Linked DNA regions of Hordeum vulgare: region 2 is linked to region 1. A link is a contact called in public Hi-C data. All regions are on one chromosome and are shown on one strand. Each heading gives the region's core, a stretch centred on a gene start, on an enhancer-like site or on the middle of the called end of the contact. The rest is flanking DNA. Distances are from core to core; before and after follow the strand shown.

Evidence for each region. Hi-C and Micro-C count contacts between places; a contact is called where the count stands out from the background.
Region 2: a contact with region 1 is called in a Hi-C map of leaf, with 5 times the contacts expected there. The contact joins the promoter of LOC123424419 here to the promoter of LOC123424404 in region 1. A contact is called at or near these places in 4 of 6 Hi-C or Micro-C datasets (leaf and seedling) and 1 of 1 datasets of contacts at active chromatin or transcription factors (embryo).

Annotation. Positions count from the first base shown.
Region 1 is chr1H:65,929,088-65,935,057 of MorexV3_pseudomolecules_assembly, forward strand. It overlaps LOC123424404, which reads right to left and starts at 2,515. Exons shown (of 4, transcript XM_045108025.1): 1 at 2,134-2,515; 2 at 1,074-1,229; 3 at 166-286. The coding sequence starts at 2,424.
Region 2 is chr1H:66,153,903-66,159,968 of MorexV3_pseudomolecules_assembly, forward strand. It overlaps LOC123424419 (alanine aminotransferase 2), which reads left to right and starts at 4,748. Exons shown (of 15, transcript XM_045108034.1): 1 at 4,748-4,967; 2 at 5,925-5,975. The coding sequence starts at 4,929.

The DNA of each region.
Region 1 (5,970 bases), core at 1,265-3,764:
TCGACCTGAACATAAGAAGCACGTTTTTGTACAACCGAAAACTCAATCTATCAGTATATATTGTCATGTTGCAGGTAATCTAACTACCAAGTACCAACTAAGGATAGTCTAAAATCAGCTAAATACTTAAAAACACGTTAAGGAAACTAAATGAAATGAACTCACCCCATTGACGAGCAAGCTTCTTAGACTTGTCAACCAATGCATAGCCCAGTCCGCATCTTTGGAGCTCCTTAGCAACACATACGTTGCTCAGATATGCCCGTGTATGGCTTGATTCAGTTACCTATTAATACAGAATAAATATTAAAAATAAAGAATCTTTGAAAAAGCAAAACAAAAGGATTATAAGTAAATTAAAATAAGCATTTTGCATCTTGTTTGTACTAATATAATTAAATAGATACAGGATTAGATAAGGATATTTGACATGGCAACTACTGCTTTATAAAAATCGTCATTTAATACAAATTTAGACAATAGAACTGCAAATGGTATCGAACCAACTATTCCAGAACTTCAGTTGCATCCAGTAAACCCTCTCAATCTGTTGGAAACTTACCCCTGGCCTCTTTCCAGTCAGTTCATCTGGTAGCCAGAGGCACTGATTCAGGTCTAAACTACCAACCACTATTCTCTCTTCCCCATCTTCAACAAACTGCATATGTCAGAATTCATAGGTTAACCTCTAACATTGACAGATTATTCCTGCTAGAAATGAATATAATCAACCATAGACTTAAACACATGCACATCGAAAAATCATACCGAGACCAAGAAAGGCTAAGTGCATTTTAATTTTTGATGAGCAAAGGAAATTGTATCTAGAAGAACAGGACATATTAACATTTTATGCTTTCTGCACATGACAAGTGAGAATCATAAGATGAATCAAAGTAAGTCAAGGGAAAATGCACGTTTGCAATTATCATTCTTATTTAGGTTTTATGTCCAAGTGAACACAGAAGAATGCCAGGGCAATTAAAAAGATTCTGCTACCCAGATTTCTATGGTCTAGCTAGAGCCGAAATAAGTGCCTATTCAAGGGCACAGCGTCTATATTACCATTATACCTTGCATGTTGAACAAAGCTCCTCTGCTGGCATCAACGATGGCAACAGTGGCACTGTCCCATTTATACAAGAGACTCTCCGAAAATTAATCATATTCCCAGAAATCCGATTTTGTAATGCTTCATATTCCCTCTCTGCCAGACCTTTCCTGTGATCCTAATAGAACTTGACAATAAGTAAAATTAAATTATTAATTCATAAATATGATGATTCAATGATGCATTCAGGGAAAGAAAAAAAGGAAGGAAATGCATGGAAAGTATAGAAGGAAAACACATACTATAAATCCTCAAAAGAAAAACACACATACTATAAACATAGAAGGAAAGCAATTTTGAACAAGGTTGCACCGTTTTGCAACTAGATGACTGTCTACTAACTTTAGAATAGACTTGGCCAGAAGGCAGTGAATTGAGCAGAAATAAAGTAGTATGGACTATAAGAATAATTATAGTCAACACTTCGTTCTGCCTGCGAAGGAAAAACATGAAAACATGGCCATATCTGAATGAATTTGCCTTCACAACTTAACACCATCCAACACCTCTTTTAAAACAATTATCACTGAAAACTTGGATTTAGAAAGGGCATAAATTGTGATCCTGGGAACAAGGCTGTCAAGTTCAAGTCCTCCTGAAGTCACTCTTCCTATTACGAGTACTATTGATACCGTGTTACTCCTAAATACTCTATCTTACTTACACCAGCAACATTTTTTTCTATACAAGGATATTCCGGATCGGTTATACTACTGGCCTTCATAGAACTGATGAAAGGAAAAAACAAACAGTATACACTAGCAAAATGGAAGCTCTCATTATTATAATCACAAACCAATGCATGTACATCAATTTCCAAGGTCGTGTCATCTACGAGGCCAGGACTGATTTTGCGTGTTTGCAAAAAGAGATCAATTTTGGCACACTATCGTTCGGGAAACGAACACCCAGATCTTTGGTTGCCTCCTCGCTTGTTGGTACTTCTCTGAAAGCTAACAGCTCACATGGCACACAAGCAGGAAAGAGATGGATATATGAGACTGATTGAAGGGATGGATCACCTCGGCCCCGACAGTGTCGCGGGCGTACTCGTAGAAGGTGCGCACGCGGAGGCGCACGGCGGCGTGGAGCTCATCGAGCGTGACAAACTCTCGGATGGACACCGTGCCGGCGCGGTCCTCCAGCAGCAGCGGCGCGCCAGCAGCGTCAACGGCCGCTGGGGCGGAGGCGCGGCACCGGAGGCTCGGGATGGCGAGGCTGCAGCTGCGAGGAGCGGCGCGGAGAGTTGCGTGGCGGGATGTCGGGGCCGCTGGAGGGGGGAAGGGCGGCAGCAGCCGCGACGCCGTCGCCATGGATCGGCCACGGGCGGCTGTTGGTACTTGGTTGGTTGGTTGGTTGGTTGGGAAATGGAGTCGTTTCCGCCACACCTGCCTGGCGGACTGGCGGTGCGCCCGAGTGGATGCGTCGACGCAAGACGGAACGGGGTACGGGTACCCGTTACTCTATCCCGACGGGTAATTACCCATTGGAGAACGGGTTTGGATCAATTTTAGCATCCACGGATAATTAGGCCTTATTTGCAATCATAATAGATTATGATAATTTAGATTATAAAAATAGATTATATAATTTGATTTATAAAAATAATTTATGTGAGCATGTTTGGATGTCAGATTATATAAACTGTACGAGAAATCTAATCTACAACGTGCGCACGGCTGCGTTTACATGGGCGGACGTTCGAGCGTTCGATCCACTGCATGTCACGTTCATGGTCCTATCTAATTAGATCGAAGGGGACCGCATGCTTGGGAGCCATATGATCGAGGAAATATTAGGGGACCACGACATATATGGTGTGTTTGTAGCACTTTACAGCATGTGCCTTTTGTCCTTTTCACTTTTTCTATACTATCCCTCTTGCATAACGGTTAACCTTTTTATTCTACTTTGTTTCAGGATTTTACTCTACTCTTATTTGTAACATACCAAGTAAGTAATGATTGTGTTTTTTTTTTGTTTTCTTTTTCGACATTGAGAAAATATCTTATTTTTTCAGTGCAGCCACCCATAGATGCATAACAAAATTTCAAGACAAACTACATTGTAGAATTAAAATGGCAACCGGCTAGACAAGCATAATAAAAAATCCCTAACAACTAATTGTTACCAAAGTCGAAAGCTTTATCAAACAATATGACAACTTAGTACATACAAACTAACAAGCACGACAAAACGCCATGGCAATTATGTTTTTACAAACCTTTGGCAAACTTTTATGAAATGACAACTTGATACAATTAAACTGGAAAACGTGAGAAAACATGGTGACGACTAGGTCTTACAAGTCATGGCATACTTTATTAAATGGCAACCTGATAGAATTTAATTGGCAAGTGCAATAAAACACCATGACAACTACTCCCTCCGTCCGCTAAAGACTGCACGTTTAGTGATTTACACATAGATCAAGGAAAGAGCTGACTTTGCTCCCATGACCTAATTAACACAGAACATTGAAAGACACATGTGTGCATGCAACCAGTGAAAAAAGACCATTAAATGAATATTGGTTGCATGCAGTAATTAAGGCAGAAATCAAAGGGGCTAAAATGAGCATGCGACCAATAACTAGGCTACAAGTTGATGCATGAGTCAATTAAGGACGGCTGGATAAAATACAATATGCATTGGGGTTGTAGATTAACACTCTTTCTTGGACAATTTATAAATACTAGATGTCCGGTCTTTTCCGGACGGAGGGAGTAGGTTTTATAAGCCTCCAAGAAACTTTAGATACGAGAACTTGATTTTAAACTAGTAAGCGCAAGAAAACATGATGACAACTAGGTCTGACAAGCCACGGCATGCTTTATTAAACGACAACTTGGTAGAATTTAATTGGTAAGTGCAAGAAAACAGTATGACAACTAGGTTTTACAATCCTCCAACAAGCTTACGATGCCACAACTTGATTTTAAATTGGCAAGCACGGCAAAATAGCATGGCAACTAGGTTTTACATCTTGTCACAAAACTTCATGTAAAAAAGACAACTTAGTAGTATGAAATTGACGAGTGGGGCAAACACTATGGAAAATAGGTGTTAGAAATTTGGCAACGACCTATACAAGAAGAAGAAATCAATGCAAATGAATTTTTTCCTTAAGCTAATTTTTGTTCTGGACATGTAAACATTTTCGTACTTGGTCAGCGATAATCCTTGTAAGAAAAAGTCAAGAACACACAACACAGTTTTGTGAATAGCGGCTGATGGCCTTTTAGTGTAGCTAGCAAGTTTGTATTAGTGGCTGCCTGCAGTAGCTAAGCCTATGACGTGACATATGCATTAGGGGCCTACTACTGCATGCTCTACCAAGACAGCTGGTGCATGCTCCTTTTCTTTACTACTTTGCATCAGCGATGACAGGAAGCGTAGCTCTAGCTCAGGCAGTGGTAGAGAGTGTGTAGAAAGTGCCGCACGACAACGCATATATGCAGCGCCGCTACGTAGTACGTTCATAAACTGTAATCCAGGTTTTACATTGCATAATGACTTGTCTGTCCTCTGTTTTTAGTGACTACTAGCAAAGCTCCCCTTTCTTATTCTTCGTAGCGTCCATAGCAAAGAAGACATCCCTGAACGGCTAGCTGGCTCTCGATTCTTGAGCAAGCTCCTTCATTGCAAGTAGGATGTTCATAGATGAAGAAAAAGTAAAATACAACGGAGGTCCTAAAAGTATTTAAAGTGTGTTAAGGAGGTCCTAAAAGTTTGAAATCGTTCACCGCGGGTTATATGTGTATTTTACGCATGACTTTTAGGACCTACTTAACACACTTCGAATACTTTTAGGACCCGCAGTGAACGATTTACACATATTTAGGACCTGCGGTGAACGGTTTCAAACTTTTAGCACCTACTTGACACACTTGGAATACTTTTAGGACCTCGGGTGTATTTTACTCATGAATAAAAGAGTCTTTGGGCAAGTGGTTCCGGTAGCTTAGCTGGTTAGAGCAAAACAAGCAACAGATTGAGCAACTAGCATGAAAGTCGTAGCACGTTAGCATCAGTCGACGGTAGCGCAAGGGCTAAGCAGCCTCCTACAGCACTATGTGACGCAACACACGAACCGCTTGATCTTGTTCCTTCCCGCTCCCTTCTAGCTCCCACGTGCTACACAGCTCCCTTACTGTGACAGCTGTGGTGCTGCTCGGGGAACTCAATGACCTCTCTCGCAGCAGGCTTTGTTGTCCCTCGCCACTAGGCTCACAAAATGCATGGACATTCCTCGCACCACTTTTGGCCCCACAACATGGATTGTCATCTTAATAACACGCACTGTTATTGTCATAACGCCACCCTCGTGTTGAGCATTGGTGGATGACTTTGCATGAATCCCTCACAGCACCCTAATTGTTGTGACGTGCAAACACCCTCGAATCACATGCGCCCCCACGGGGTCTCTTGCCCTCGCAGCCCGCATCTCTTTTGCAACACTAATGTTTGATAGTTGCTCCTTTGTGCGGCATTGATCATTTGCAGCACCAACCTACGACGACCCCCTTTACAACATGATTGACATCATTTGTTGCTTGTAGACTTAGAGGGTCATCTCCTTCTCACCTTACGCCACATCCCTTGCAGTGCCACCATCCACTCACAAATATTCGCCACTGACTCAATGCGCCGCTTATAGAACAGTGTTGCTCTCATTGCAGCAGCAACAACATGGTCGCCATCTTTCGTAGCATCATCGCCTGCCATCGCCGCACTACTTAGGACCTCACAATGACACTTGCAACAGTGGTGTGTCCTTGCAACACCGCCTTCCAGCAAGTCGAGACTCACACAAGAAGCCACTCCCACGACGTGCCTTTTGCAGCAGCACCCCTTCT
Region 2 (6,066 bases), core at 3,498-5,997, 230 kb after region 1:
GGTTTTTGAGACACAACTTTTGCCACGTGCAACTCAAACCTCTACTTCGTAGTTCTTCCTCTAGATCAGTTTTCTGCGGAGCTCGGGCGGAGCCATGGAGGAATAGATCATCACCATCACCGACGCGCCGTCACGCTGTCGGAGAACTCATCTACTTCCCCGTCTCTCTTGCTGGATCAAGAAGGCGGAGATCGTCATCGAGCTGTACGTGTGCTGAACGCGGAGGTGCCGTCCGTTCGGCGCTAGATCGGAACAGATCGTGGGACAACAGTGATTTGAATCACGAAGCTGTACCACTACATCAATCGCGTTTCTTAATGCTTCCCGCTTAGTGATCTACAAGGGTATGTGGATCCGATCTCCCTCTCGTAGATGAACATCACCATGATAGGTCTTCGTGTGCGTAGGAATTTTTTTGTTTCCCATGCAACGTTCCCCAACATGGACCTCGTTCGCCAAGTCCGCCACAACCACAGTGTCATCCATGAGATCATCACAACGGTCTTCCCAGTTCAAGCCGCCCTACTACTTCACCTCCCAACAACTCGGTCCGCAACAATCCGTTCTAACTTCACATCCGACAGTCTTTGAGTCCGGTTCAACGATGATCTCACAAAACCGCAACATCTTCACAGAGTCGCAATCATAGGGGCTTGTCCAGTCGTGGAAGCCCGTTGTAGATCGCTAGTCTGTCGGTGTCGGTGTTGGAAATATGCCCTAGAGGCAATGATAAATTAGTTATTATTATATTTCTTTGTTCATGATAATCGTTTATTATCCATGCTACAACTGTATTGATTGGAACACAAATACATGTGTGGATACATAGACAAAACACTGTCCCTAGTAAGCCTCTAGTTGACTAGCTCGTTTATCAAAGATGGTCAAGGTTTCCTGACCATAGACAAGTGTTGTCACTTGATAACGGGATCACGTCATTAGGAGAATCATGTGATGGACAAGACCCAAACTATGAACGTAGCATGTGATCGTGACATTTTATTGCTATTGTTTTTTGCGCGTCAAGTATTCATTCCTATGACCATGAGATCATGTAACTCACTGACACCAGAGGAATACCTTGTGTGTATCAAACGTCACAACGTAACTGGGTGACTATAAAGGTGCTCTACAGGTATCTCCGAAGGTGTCCGTTGAGTTAGCATGGATCAAGACTGGGATTTGTCACTCCGTATGACAGAGAGGTATCTCGGGGCCCACTCGGTAATACAACATCACACACAAGCCTTGCAAGCAATGTTACTCAAGTGTGAGTCACGGGATCTTGTATTACAGAACGATTAAAGAGACTTGCCGGTAACGAGATTGAAATAGGTATAGGGATACCGACGATCAAATCTCGGGCAAGTAACATACCGAAGGACAAAGGGAATGATATACGGGATTATATGAATCCTTGGCACAGAGGTTCAACCGATAATATCTTCGTAGAATATGTAGGATCAAATATGGGCATCCAGGTCACGCTATTAGATATTAACCGAGAAGTGTCTCGGGTCATGTCTGCATAGTTCTCGAACCCGCAGGATCTGCACACTTAACGTTCGATGATGTTTTAGTATAGTTGAGTTACATGTGTTGGTGACCGAAGGTTGTTCGGAGTCCCGTATTAGATCACACACGTCACGAGGGTTTCCGGAATGGTTCGAAAATGAAGATTGATATATAGGAAGTTGGTGTTTGGATTTCAGAAAGTTTTCGGGCATTACCGGTAGTGTACCAGGAGTGACGAATGGGTTCCGGGGGCCCACTGGGTCGGCCCACCACGCCCCAAGGGGTCCACGTGGGTTTATTGGATGATAAGGTATAATGGGCTGACAAAATCATCCAAGGAAAGCCCATGAGGAAAAAGTGGAAAAACCAAAAGAGGTGGGAAAATAAGGAAGGAGTCCTAATCCAGGTGGGATTGGAGAAGGGCTCCTCCCTCCCACTTCGGCCGACCCAAGGACGGTTTCCTTGGTGCGCCAAGGCTGCCCAAGGCTGCCTCTCCCCTCCTCCTATATATATACTAGAGGTTTAGGGCTTTTGAGACACAACTTTTGCCACGTGCAACTCAAACCTACACCTCGTAGTTCTTCCTCTAGATTAGATTTGTACGGAGCTCGGGTGGAGCCCTGTAGGAATAGGTCATCACCAACACCGGCGCGCCGTCACGCTGCCGGAGAACTCATCTACTTCTCTGACTCTCTTGCTGGATCAAGAAGGCCGAGATTGTCATTGAGTTGTACGTGTGCTGAACGCGGAGGTGCCGTCCGTGGCGCTAAATCGGAACAGATCGTGGGACGACGATGATTTGAATCACGAAGCTGTACCACTACATCAACCGCGTTTCTTAACGCTTCCCGCTGAGCGATCTATAAGGGTATGTGGATCAAATCTCCCTCTCGTAGATGAACATCACCATGATAGGTCTTCGTGTGCGTAGGATTTTTTTTGTTTCCCATGCAACATTCACCAACAGTCGGGTCATTGTTTACAAGAACACGTCAACCTAGCGGGATCACGACATTTGACCAGGCGATGATTTACATTATCCACGACAAATGGCGGACGCAAAGATGAATAAGTAATGACTCCTAGCCGAAGGAACAGTCGCAACCAGACTCCAAACAAGCTTGTACCCAACAGCTGGACACCTAGTAGGCGGATATGGATCCGGAGTTCAGGCGAGCCATGGGTGCCGGGCGACGACCCAAGAAGAAACAAAGGTGACTAAATTTCTCCTTGTAGGAGGATGAATTGTTTTGCGAGGCATGGTTGGCATGTAGTGTGGACGCATTTCAAGGCATGAAGCAAAGGGGCTCGGCGTTGTGGCATAGCGTGCATGTTTGGTTTCACGAGAAAAAGCACTACGATCCCTGCCACAAGGAAGTGATCCGTCAACGCAACACAAAGTTGCCCACCAGTCGATGGTAACCATATAAGAGCACATACAAATTTTGCGTCTTCTAAAATCAAGTGAGAACCCGATGCCCAAGTGGTGCGGCACTACAAGAGCTCATAGGTCTTGTGGCATGTTGCTTTATGTGTTGATCATTCACTGATTTGTGGATTATCTCAACTTGTTGACCACACATTGTCTTCCTTTGCGAGCTTCTATGTGCGTGCACATTATACACAAAGATGGAGAATGATCACTTCATATGTATGCATTGTTGTTTGCTATTGCCAATTTCTTCACGACCACCATGATCGATGAAGAAGGCGGTGATCCAACTGTTCCAACACAAGATGGTTTTGCTCCACCCAAGAAGGTGATTAGGAACTAGGGGATGAAGTGGCAGGAGGTGAAGGAGAAGCGAGTTGGGGCGGCTACCAAGATGATGGATAGGTCATCATGAAGAAGACATAGGTGGCATGTGTCGGGTGCAGTAAGGTGAAGGATGAAAAAAGGCGAAGACTTTTGACATCTTCATGGAGATGCAAGACAAGAAGCTCAAGCTCCAAGAGAATAACCTTGAGATCAAGGCTACTTGCGAGGGCTCCAAAATGTTGCTCGTGAAGACGTCGGACTTCGACCCTGAAGGAACGAAGATTATCCTAGCCTACCGCGCGAGCATGTTGAAACACTTCATCGAAATAGAGGAGACTCGACCAACCGAAGAGTGAGGTCTTTGATGTGGACAACATGACTCACAACTTTTGGGATCGATTGGATGTAAAAACTTATTGAACATCCTGTGCTTATTTATAGTGATTGCATATATTTATAACTATGAAACATATGTTTAAATTGGTATGGGAGCAGACATTTGGTGCATGCGGCTAGATGGCCTCTATCCCTATTCCTGTCTACGGACATGTTCGAAAGTGTCTGCTCACATTTGGTGGTGTCCGTTTTTTGGGACCGCGTTGAATTTGCCCTTACCTCAACTTATATTATTTAAAAAGATTAATGTTCTTTTTTCTGCAAGACAAAGTGCTTCATCTAACCTTATGCATATTTTCCCTCCCTTTCTTCCCTTTAGTTCATGTACATGTTCGAAAATGTACACTCCCATTTGGTGGTGTCCGTTTGGGTGAAGGAAGTTGGAGTTGCCCTTATCTCCACTTTACTATTTAAAAGAATAATGTTTCTTTTCCTCTCAGACAGAGTGATTCGTCTAACCTTACACACTTTTTTCCTCCTCCTTTTTTTACTCCCCCTCTTATCTCTATCTTAATAATTGTCCCGCGTGTACTAGTAACTTATCAAATAAGACTATATTTTTTTGGTAAAACAATAAGTTATTACCAAATAAGTGATTTTATTTACATAGATAAATCATGGGATGATTTCATGAACATTTATTTACACAATTCATCAATATGGGCATGTAAAGCAGAAACAAACATACTAAAATATTTATATTCCGTTGCAACACACGGCAATTATTTAGTAAGTGCACACATAAGAAGGATTGGCAAATTCTTCCCATGTGTGTGTGTGGCCATAGCAAACTCCTTCTCCAACCTTTCACGGAGCCGAAAAGCAAAGACAAACAATAGGAAGCACAAAAAGGCAAAGGGAAAATTTGCAACCCACACATATAAGATGACAGAAAGGCTCAACGTGGACGCAATGGGATTGGGCGGACTTTGTTGGAGCAGCAGATCCTGACACTTTCTGGCAGTGAGAGAGCAAAGGCCGAGACGAAACCGCAGCTGGAGGTTGGCGGCGCCCGCGGGCCCACCCGCAATCCCGCGGCTTCCCCCCGCTTTCCATTCCTCCTTCCCTTCCTGTGGGTGAACACCTTCTTGTTTTGTTTGCCTCCTCCCGATCTCTCCTTCTTCTTTATCTTTATAAAAGCGCCTTCCTTTCTCCCTTCCGACTCGCCACAAAACCGCGGAAAGAGATAGACGGACAGCTAGAGGCGTCGGAAGATACTCGCTGCTCTGCCGCCCCCTTCGTCTTAGTTGATCTCGCCATGGCTGCCACCGTCGCCGTGGACAACCTGAACCCCAAGGTGAGGGACGCTTCTCTTTCTTGCTCTTCTTTTTTCTCGGGCGGCTCCGGCGAGGCGGGGGCGGGTTGTTGATTTGATCTGCGAGTCTGGTAGTGGGGCTTCTGCTTGATGTGGCGTTACTTCCTCGGGCTGTTCTTAGTTTCTTGTTTCTGATTCAGTCGTGCGCTTGTGTGCTACTAGTTGGTCGATACGCTTGGATATTCCGCTTTAGTGTTCTGGATCTGACAGTCTGGACTTGAAAGCCAGGATTTTTCTTATGCAAACTTATGATCTGGAGATGCTTTGATTTTGATTCAGAGTGAACTGATGAACTCTTGGTCTGCAAATTAGAGTTATTCAGCAGTTGATTACAAGTTATTAGCTGTGTAATCTGTACTGTAGTGTAATGTTTTTACCTTGATGCTGTCAGTTTCCGCTAAAATAGAGGGGAGAAACTAGGCAACAGGTAGATCTCAGTACTATTGAGCTGCTCTGCTGGCATGCAGTTTTTTGTGTGACGGTGGCAGTCAGCATCCTTTGTTTGCTTCGCACTATAAAACAATGACATCTTGATGCTGAGTGTACGATGACATCTAGATGCTTTTCGGTTCAGTTGCCAATTTGTCACTTGTGAATATTTTCACATGTTGCAGTTTGGTGACAGGGGATACAAAACATGTGGATTTTTTTAACATGTTGTAGTTGGTGACAGGGCATATGGTGAACCGACCACTTGTCTCTGTGCACATATTCTTTCACCTGGACGTCTTATTACCTTTACATGGTCATATGACAGTATAGCATTCCGTCCACATCCATGCCATGATTATAAGTTCATTATCTTTCCACTTTCAAGAATGTACTGGCATTCTGTGCTATGTTTGTTTGAGTCACTGATTAATTTTTGACCATCACTTGCTCAACTATGTGCACTTTTAATACCTAGCCACTTTGCTAATTATCTTATGACTGTTGCAGGTTTTAAAATGTGAGTATGCTGTGCGTGGAGAGATTGTCATCCATGCTCAGGTATTTCAAGTAACCAACAAGTGTTACTTCAGTAATTTGAAATCTGCTGTATTCAGAGTTTAGCTAACTCTTTAGTCGTGTTCTTAGATAT